2 separate regions of the Mus musculus genome follow, and region 1 is linked to region 2. A link is a contact called in public HiChIP or PLAC-seq data. All regions are on one chromosome and are shown on one strand. Each heading gives the region's core, a stretch centred on a gene start, on an enhancer-like site or on the middle of the called end of the contact. The rest is flanking DNA. Distances are from core to core; before and after follow the strand shown.

Region 1 (4,387 bases), core at 1,281-3,780, 71 kb after region 2:
GTTCAAAGCCAGCCTCAGCTATACAACTACTGTGAAGTCAGCCTGGTCTATATGAGGTCCTATCATTGAACAAACAAATTAAAACCAAAATTGTGTTTTGTTTTCTAAACTACTATTTGTTATTTATATCTGACCCTTTGCATTTGTGTGTGTATTATAGTGATTTCAGCGATTTCAAATGGTGTGCTTCTCACTAGCCACTGCTTGAGCTGTCTTCATCCCATTTCACTATGAACGTATTTTCATTTCTCTGTGGTTTCTTTGGACTCCTGGGTTATTTATTCCCCTGTGTCCTGTTTCCCCAGATATAGTGAGTTTTTAAACAACAAGCTGCTGGGTTTTAATTCTATTCCATTCTGGTCTGATCATACCTTCATTGATATAGTCATTTTTTAAAACTTAAAAAAAAATTAAAAGTGCATTTACCTATTCATTTTGTGTGTTGGATGATATGGATAATGAAGGTTGGAGGTCTGATGACATCTTGAGGAGGTCATTTCTGTCTTTCTACCACACGGGTCCCAAGGATTGAACTCAGGTCACAAAGCCTAGTGGCAATCCTTTTTCACCCACTGAGCCATCTTAATATGTTCAGGAATATTTAAAAGTTACATTTGCATTACTGGCCCCTTTTGAAATTTTTGGTGAAGTTGAAGGGCCAAGAAGTGGGAGTGGGTGGGTAGGGGATCAGGGTGGGGTATAGGGAACTTTTGGGATAGCATTTGAAATGTAAATAAAGAAAAATCTTAAATAAATAAATAAATAAATAAGTTGTAAGACACCAAGAAAGACCTTGTTCTATTATGTATACAATTCATGAAACTCTGAGTTGACTCAGATCATTATCTTGAAGACACAGAGTAGAGACTCACAGAATAAAAGGATAAACAAACAAACAAAAAACTTGAAAAGAGTGTATATCCTGCAGTAGTCGGCTGTAGAGGTCTATCAATGTTACCTAGGTTGGAGCAACTATCTATGCTCTTCCCCGCGCTTTTATTTGGCTGTCCTGTGAGTTACACAGAAGGTCCATAAAAGTTGCTGACAGGTGTTGTCTATTGATCTATTTTTCCCATAGGCCTTTCCATTTTGCCTGTTTTAAAAGCTTTTAAAATAGTCACATGCATGTATAATTTATCTTGCTGAAAAAAAAAAAACAGTTCTATCACGACAAAACATTTATTGTTATTTCTTTTATCCCTTGACTTAAATCCAATTTTGTTTGTGTCCATATAGTGACTCTAGTTTGTGTTTTTATAGTGTGAGTATCAGTCGGGGTTCTCAGCATCCCTCTTTATCTTAGATTGCCCTTGTCTCTAAATGGCATTGAATATAGACACAACATAATTGCTTTTACTTTCAATAGTCAGTCTGATAATCTTTGACCTTTAATGGGAACACTAAGCCCATTTTTGCTTAATGTCCTGCTGATACATTGGTTGTAAGCTGAACTAATTTTGTTCTCTGTTGTCACTTGTTCAGGCCGTCTGCCATGAACATAGTTTTGGTAGTCATCCCAAATGCATTTCAAACTTACTCTAATCTATTTAATGGCTTACCAGTCCTTGTCAAATATGAGGAATGTCAATGTCACAGTTTCTTCACTACCTAGGACAGGACGCTGAGGGCAGCAGTCAAGTGTTAAAGGCATCCTGTGATTAATTCTCCATGTCTCTAACAGCAGAGGAAATCTCTGGACTCTCATCATTAACCCATCTCTGAATTTTACAGAACTCTGCATTTGTTTCTGGAATCCTGACTGTCATCCTCTCAAACGTCTTCCTCAGTCTGATAATGACACTTTAGAGATTCCCAAGAAGCTGGTCTGCTGGCTGTAAATGACCCCAATTCTACTTAACTTGAAACATCCCTCTCTTGCTTTCTTGTTTCCACTGGGTGTGGCGTTCTGCCTAGAATTCTTTTCCTTTGAGCAGTCTGGGTGCTCTTTCCGTGCCTCCGGCCTCTTTTGCTTCCAGTGATGAATTAGATATGTCCAGCGCTAGAGGTAGCACAGCATCGCTCTGCTTTTCTGCTGCTTCTGGAACAGTATGCCCCTCTCAATATTCCCAGAAGTTGGACTTTGATGTCCCTAGGTGTAGATTTCTTTGTAATCATCATGCCTCAAGTTCGGTGAGCTTCTTAGAATTGTAGACTGTTGATTTTTTTCCTTATTTTTCCCTTCACATTTCACAGCTATTTATCGCTATGAACTCCTTTGGCTTTTATTGTTTCTATAACACCGTTGGTTTCTATAACGCTATTGGTTGTTTAAAATGTTCTCTCCATATGTGGACACTATGAGTTTTTAAGATTTTTTTAAGCTAGCCTATAGAGTAAAGGACTTTGATCAGACATTTTAATACATATCTATCATTGTACTTACTCATATAGAAGCCTTGGGTATTCAGATAAGGGAGGGTGTGACACAAAAGATCAAGTCCTCTCTGGACTGTATCCAAGACCCCAGACAGTTGAATTCAGCCTTACCTCACCCACACTAAGTCAGACATCTGGTATCACTATGTTGCTATAACCACCATGCACACCAAGGAGAACCCATGCAGCTCATTCTCTACCCAATACCAGGAAGTTTGTCCACTCTATTGATTTGCTTTTATTGATAGTTACGAGATCCAAAAGTCACTTCTTGGACTATATCTGGTCCTGGTGCCCTCCTCATAATCTGTCTAGAATAGTGTGTGTGTGATATGGCCTGCTTAATCTGAACTCTATGGTAGAGAGGTGTGCCCCCTTTAGGCCATGACTAGAGAAGGCTGCAGGTCCCTTCTTTCCTTATATTCTTCCTGTCTTTCTTTAGAAAATAAACTTTTATCTCTTAGATTCACCCTATTGGCTACATCTTAAAAGACTCAGCCCAAATTAGTCCTTAGTCCCTTAACAAGAAAGATTAACATCACACACACACACACACACACACACACACACACACCCCCAGATACACGCACACAATCTAGTCTTTTTCTTTCTAATAGACTTGTACACACACATATACAGGCATACATGCTCACTTGTGCGCGCGCGCACACACACACACACTCACACCCATGTGCAATCACACAATCTAGTCTCTCTTCCTTTGTAACTCAGCTTGGCAGAAACACAAGCTGAGTGACAAACAGGGCCAATCCTAGAGTGGGATTTTAAATTTTAGCACCATCCTTCAAGCTGTCTCTTACTGGGACATGGGCAAATGGACGAAGGTCCCTGTCCTCAGACCTTTATGGCTTTTAGAGACAATGACTATTAAACTAGAAGCTGTCAATTGGATCCTGTCCAGCTGATCAATTCCTGTATGCAGATTTCCTTTAACTTTTATACTGTTTGCCTTGGGTCAGTTTCTGTGTGGAATGAAATTAAGGGCAACTTGGTCTTATTGTAAAATGGAGTTTTATGTATTCGGAAGAATGTCAGACCAAGGCCCCTTTCTTTGGTAGTTTTACATTGGGTTGGAGAGATGGTCTCTAGAAGAGACTGAAACATACAATTGAACAACCTAATATCAGGCTACGTCCCAGGACTTTGACTCTCATGAAATACCTGTTCCCTAGACTTCAGTCCCTCTGAACTGTGGGACCATGAAAGGCCTACAGGAATACCTAGATCATGCTTTTCAACCCAAAATTTTCTTGCTTGTTTATTTAAATGTTTATTTTCTCCCTAGCATTCATGATGTATGTACAAAAAAAAATCTTTCAACTTGTTTAAGATTTCCTTTAAGGGTCAAAAGTCATCTAACCTACTTCCACAGGTCAAGTCAACTATGCTGATTACCATTATTCAACCTTTAACTAACAACCAGTTTCCTTTTAGAGACAAACTGTTACTGCCTATCCCAGATACACAACTAACATGCTATTTTCTTCCTCAACCATCCAAAGCAGACTTAAAGGATTCCTTCCAGGACTAAAGTCCTCATACACCCTTGCTTTTCTAGGATGATAACAATGATTCATGATGTGCTCCCAAGCAAACTATTGCAGGCTTAACGTTTGCTATCCACGCTATGCAGACATCGCCCTGCTGGGAATCTGCTCCTCTGTTACAATTGCTCTACAGGTCTATGTCCACACGGTGTCTGCTGCCACAGCTCCAGCTGAGACAGCGTCATCTCCTGAGACCCACGGAAAACAAAGCTGCCTTCTTCCAGACACCTCATCTGGCTGAAGACTCCCGAGATGAAATCCAGAGACACGTGCTAAACCTCACAGAAGAAAGACTTGGGACCTTCCAGCTACAGATGAACTCTCTTGCCAAAGCCAAATGACTGCTGAACTGGGGGAAAGTTACAAGATAGTGAGAAAAACATAGAGTCTATCTAGATTAATTAATTGCTGTTCAAAACAGATGTTATTACCCTCAAACAATT
Region 2 (4,327 bases), core at 1,792-4,291:
TGATGAGGATCCTCTTCAAACCCGAGTTTCAGCTTTTCAGACATGTGAGGCTTGTTTATATCCTGAGTCCCGTGAGCCCCCAGACTCAGCCCAGGAGGAAGCTGCTGTACGACAAGAACATTTCCTAAAAGCCCAGCAACACAGTAAAGTGCCATGAAAATCTAGTTTCCTGAATATTATGTTCCTGTTTGTTTGTTTTTATATTTAGTTCTTTTGTTTGTTTCTATAGATGCTATTACAGTGTTTCTAAGTACAGCCCAGAGGTAACCATCCTGGCCAGGGTGAGGCTACTCAAAGAGACACCCTTAATCCCCCTTTGGGCTTTGGAAACAATAGACTCCAAGAAATGGGAACTTCTCCAGGAACCTCATGCTAGAAGCAGGAAGATGGTGTAGCTTGGTGCGGCCAGAGTAGGAAAGATTTTCTTCTAGGAAAAGATTTCACCGGTTCTGACAACTACTGTCAGAGAATTTGGGGAATTTGGAGAATTTGGAGCTCAGACGATGATGGCCTCATATTTGACAGGACTACTTATTTATGCACGCCTCTGCTCCTCTATTTATACATTAACCACCCCCCTGCATAATCCCCAAAGATGGCATTGGGGCTCATGGATGACTGCATTCCATGCTGTCATGTGGGCACAGCAGTATTACTTGTTTCTTTAGCTGGCATAGAGGTGTCAGCACAAAGTCACAGAACTCACCTTATAAGGAAGGAGAACAGGTTGACTGTGAAGCCAAATGTGAGTGACCCTGGCCCAGGATACAGACAGAGCTCAAAGGTCAGGTGACTCTGGACTTCTGGCTCTGACACAGTGAATGAACCCCCCAGGCCTGACTCATCTCATCCTTCTGGTTATCAATGCAGAAAACACAATTGTCACCCAAGAGGGGATAAGAGCTTATTCTAGGGTTAAATATGAATAGTGACTGTAGCCCAGGAACACAGATTCAGGTCACCCCAATTTTCATGTTCAAACATGGTGACAGTTTGATGAAGTTTTTATAGTAACAAAACAAGGGAAGTCATAAATCAAGGCCCTTTCCTAATACATCAGTGGAGACATGAAGTCATTAAGTGGTTAAAGCGAAACAGGGAACATTGCAGTGTCTGTAACAGTGTTGTCAGCCCTTCCTTTGGCTGGAAGCTAATATACATATTCTGTATGTGTTACAGGATATGTCTAATGATCACAAAGCTCTTGGGTTGTTACTCAAAATTCTCTTTATTCTCTTGAGAAAATTAAGCAGTACTCTGAGAGTTGGGGAAAGGCTAGTGTTTTCCAAAATCCAGCCTTCACAGGGCCATGGCACACGTGGCAAGCTTTGATGGGGCCGCAGACTCCTGGAAAGTGGATTTCCATGCTCCTAGTCACTTGTTTACCAGAAGTGGGTTCCCCTGGCAGCCACAGCAGCTCCTGACAGGTTGGTTCTAGAAGATTTCAGGTTTGGGACTGAAGGGGAGTATCCTTTTGGCTAAAAGCTTTATTAAAAGAGTTGTTAACATTATGGGCAGACAGACAGACAGACAGACAGACAGACAGAGAGCATAGTGTAGCGGCTGAGGAGAGGCAAGGCCCTGGAAGCAGAGTGGAGGTCCCCTCTTACAGGTTTCAGAAGAAAGGGGAAGGCCTCACAGGGAACATCTGTCTGGGGCAAGGTCATTGGTTCCTCATTCCTAAGCATCAGAAGGGAGGGAGTAAATTCCCAGGAAGGACTCTATGACTCTGTGGATACAAGAGAGGGAGGAGGAGATGGGGCATGGTGAGGAGGTGGAGGAGGGAAGACGATTTAGGGAGTGCGGAGGAGGTAAGGAGTGGAGAGTAAATGGAAGTGAAGAGGAGGTGGGGTGTGAGGAAGAGGTGGAGGAGCAGGGAGGAGGTAGGGAGTGAGGAGGAGGTGGAAGAGTGGGGAGAAAGTGGGGAGTAAGGAGACAGTGGAGGAGTGGGGAGAAGGTGAAGGAGTAGGGAGGAGGTGGGAAGTGAGGAAGAGTGGAGGAGTGGGGAGGAAGTAGGGAGTGAGGAGGAGGTGGATGAGTAGGAAGGAGGTGGGGAGAGAGGAGGAGGTGGGGGAGTGGGGAGGAGGTGGAGGAGTGAGGAGGATGAGGGAGGAGATGGAAGAGTGGGAAGGAAGTGGAAGAGTGGGGGAGGAGGTGGGGAGTGAGGAAGAGGGGGTGAGTGAAGGGTTCTGGGAAAAGTGCAGAGAAGAGGCACTTGTAACTGAGGTGTATAGGGTAGGGCTGTTCTTGACCACCCTTCTTAGAGACATCCAGTAGTCTGGCAATTTCTGAGCTCTATAGGCTTTTTTAAGAGGAATGACCCCCCCCCCCCACACACACACACAGGCCCTTAGTAGGCACTCAGCATTATTTATAGGAGTGTAAGAAAGAGGCTGCTGCAGGTGGCAAGGTCAGATGGGGAACCTTTCCAGCCCCTGTGAGTTTCTTAGTGAGATTCCAGGACTCTGGTGCTTGCTTGGAGATTGTTCGTATAATTTTCCCAGGAGTAAGGAAGGATAGCTCTTCGCTGTCAACAAGAAGGGGGCGGGCAGACAGTAATTCTTTATCTCTCAGTAAGATGGAAGAATCAGTGAGGGAAGAGAACACAGAAATGTGCACAGGACAACCTTTATTCCATTTTATTACTGAGGAATCGGTGGTGGTCAAGGTCAGGAGCTGAAATTTTCAGCATTTATAAAACAAAGCAGAAAGTGTTGATAAGAGATATCTTTATGTTGTGAAAATATACGAATAAGTGGTGTTCTATGAAGCCTTTTAAGATCTAGGTTCCAAGTGGCTTTTACTCACAGAATTTCTTATCTATTCATCCATGTAGTTTCATAGCAGACACCGAATGTGTTTGAAAGGGTAAATTGCTTTTCTTTAAAGCAATACTTTTATTATTATGTGTGAGGGGGCATTGCTACACAAGCCATGGTGACACAGAGGTCAGAGAACAACTTAAGGTGTTGGATCTCGTCCTCAATCAAGGAACTTGGATCAGCAGGCTTATGTGCAAATGTCTTTGCCCATGAGACATTAATTACTATTCTCTCCAGCTTTGCTTTCTCTTAGTCCTGGACTTTGGACTTGTCCATCTTTCTAACCCTCTCAGAGAATGTATTTCACTAGCAGGGAAATCCGGGTACGTCATTTAGGTATACTCTATAATATCTATCCCATATGTAAATTAGTCAAAACTTTCAAGCACCAACATTGCCTTGAGAGTGCTTCCATATGGCATGGGTGGAGTGTCAGAAGCGGACTCCATGGAGCATTTGTACATCCACTGAGGGTGGGAAAGGGAAGGAGGGGCCTGGAAGGCTGCTCTGTCTGCGGATTTTGATTTACTAGGCTTCTAGAAGATAGTGTAGTTGTTAGCTTCCACACTGTGGATTCATAACATATTTCTTTAATTTTTTAATATGAACTTATTTATTGTGGTGAGTGTTGGGGTGTGGTATGCCATGGTGCATGTTTGGTGGGGTCAAGGGACAACTTGAGAAGTCAGTTCTCTCTCCTCCCACCACGTGAGTTCCGGGTATGGAATTCAGATCCTGAGGCTCGGTGGCAAGTGCTTTTGTCTACTGTGTCATCCCTCCAGTCCTACACCACAGGGCAAGAACAAAACAAATCTGCAGCCAAGTGGAGATGCATACAGAAAAGTCATCTGCTTTGACAACACATCCTTTGGGCTCTGCAAACACAGACGTGAGAGGGAAAATAACACCCAGTCCATTGCTGTTTGCTGCATTAATGTTAATGGATGGCATCCAAAAATAATCTTTCCACTCCAGGTTAATTATAAATGCTGATGCTGCTTCCATTGGCTTAATTAGCAGTATTTCGCTTATTTTTGTGTAGGAACATTTTTGTTTTGTTTTGTTTTTAAATCTAGTCCATAGCATATTTTTCCGAGTTAGCCACGACTCTAAGTAGTTCATAATTACAGCATAAGCAGCATTTCTTCTAAAAACAAGTCCCACACATCGCAACGAGTAGGCACAGCGCCAGCTCATTAATAGCTCTCAACCTGCTCATGGGCCAACTCTCCAGGGGATAAAAATTATTTAGCCCTGATTTAGAGAGCTTGTTAATTTCTGTAGCATAAATATTTCTGCTAGGACTGATTTTAAGCCATTGCTTATTTGACAACAAACTCCCAAAAGTCCTAACTTTTGGAGGGTTAGGCTTTTGCGGGCAGTTCCTACCCAGTGGTCTCTCCTGCATCCTGGGTATGGAGGTTAGGATAACTGTATTGTGCTGCTTAGCTACTCTACAACACCTTTACTAGGCTAAACCCACCCATCATGAGAGCATCTTTAAG

Evidence for each region. HiChIP or PLAC-seq counts read pairs in DNA pulled down with a chosen protein or histone mark.
Region 1: an H3K4me3 HiChIP or PLAC-seq map of intestinal villus epithelium shows a contact between it and region 2, with 5 read pairs. The contact joins two enhancer-like sites. A contact is called at or near these places in 4 of 39 promoter capture datasets (embryonic stem cells, hippocampal neurons, liver and 1 more), 3 of 15 datasets of contacts at CTCF or cohesin (hippocampal excitatory neurons, liver and stem cell-derived epiblast-like cells), 57 of 484 Hi-C or Micro-C datasets (the HPC-7 cell line, LSK cells, the Patski cell line and 32 more) and 8 of 115 datasets of contacts at active chromatin or transcription factors (PVALB interneurons, astrocytes, cardiomyocytes and 4 more).

What each region holds. Positions count from the first base shown.
Region 1 is chr11:56,093,856-56,098,242 of GRCm38.p6, forward strand. LOC115485826 (a long non-coding RNA gene) reads left to right here. Exons shown (of 8, transcript XR_879866.3): 8 at 3,956-4,387. Among named protein-coding and RNA genes, the nearest start is that of Gm46260, 24 kb to the right of the region's middle. Within about 2 kb of position 2,531, at least 2 of the 459 cell types and tissues checked have an H3K27ac peak or open chromatin away from gene starts, as enhancers often do. A contact at or near this core is called in intestinal villus epithelium, where this site is marked.
Region 2 is chr11:56,022,375-56,026,701 of GRCm38.p6, forward strand. Nmur2 (neuromedin U receptor 2) reads right to left here. Exons shown (of 4, transcript NM_153079.4): 4 at 2,616-4,327. The region is part of intron 3 of LOC115485826 (a long non-coding RNA gene); the gene reads left to right. Among named protein-coding and RNA genes, the nearest start is that of Nmur2, 16 kb to the right of the region's middle. Within about 2 kb of position 3,042, at least 5 of the 459 cell types and tissues checked have an H3K27ac peak or open chromatin away from gene starts, as enhancers often do. A contact at or near this core is called in intestinal villus epithelium, where this site is marked.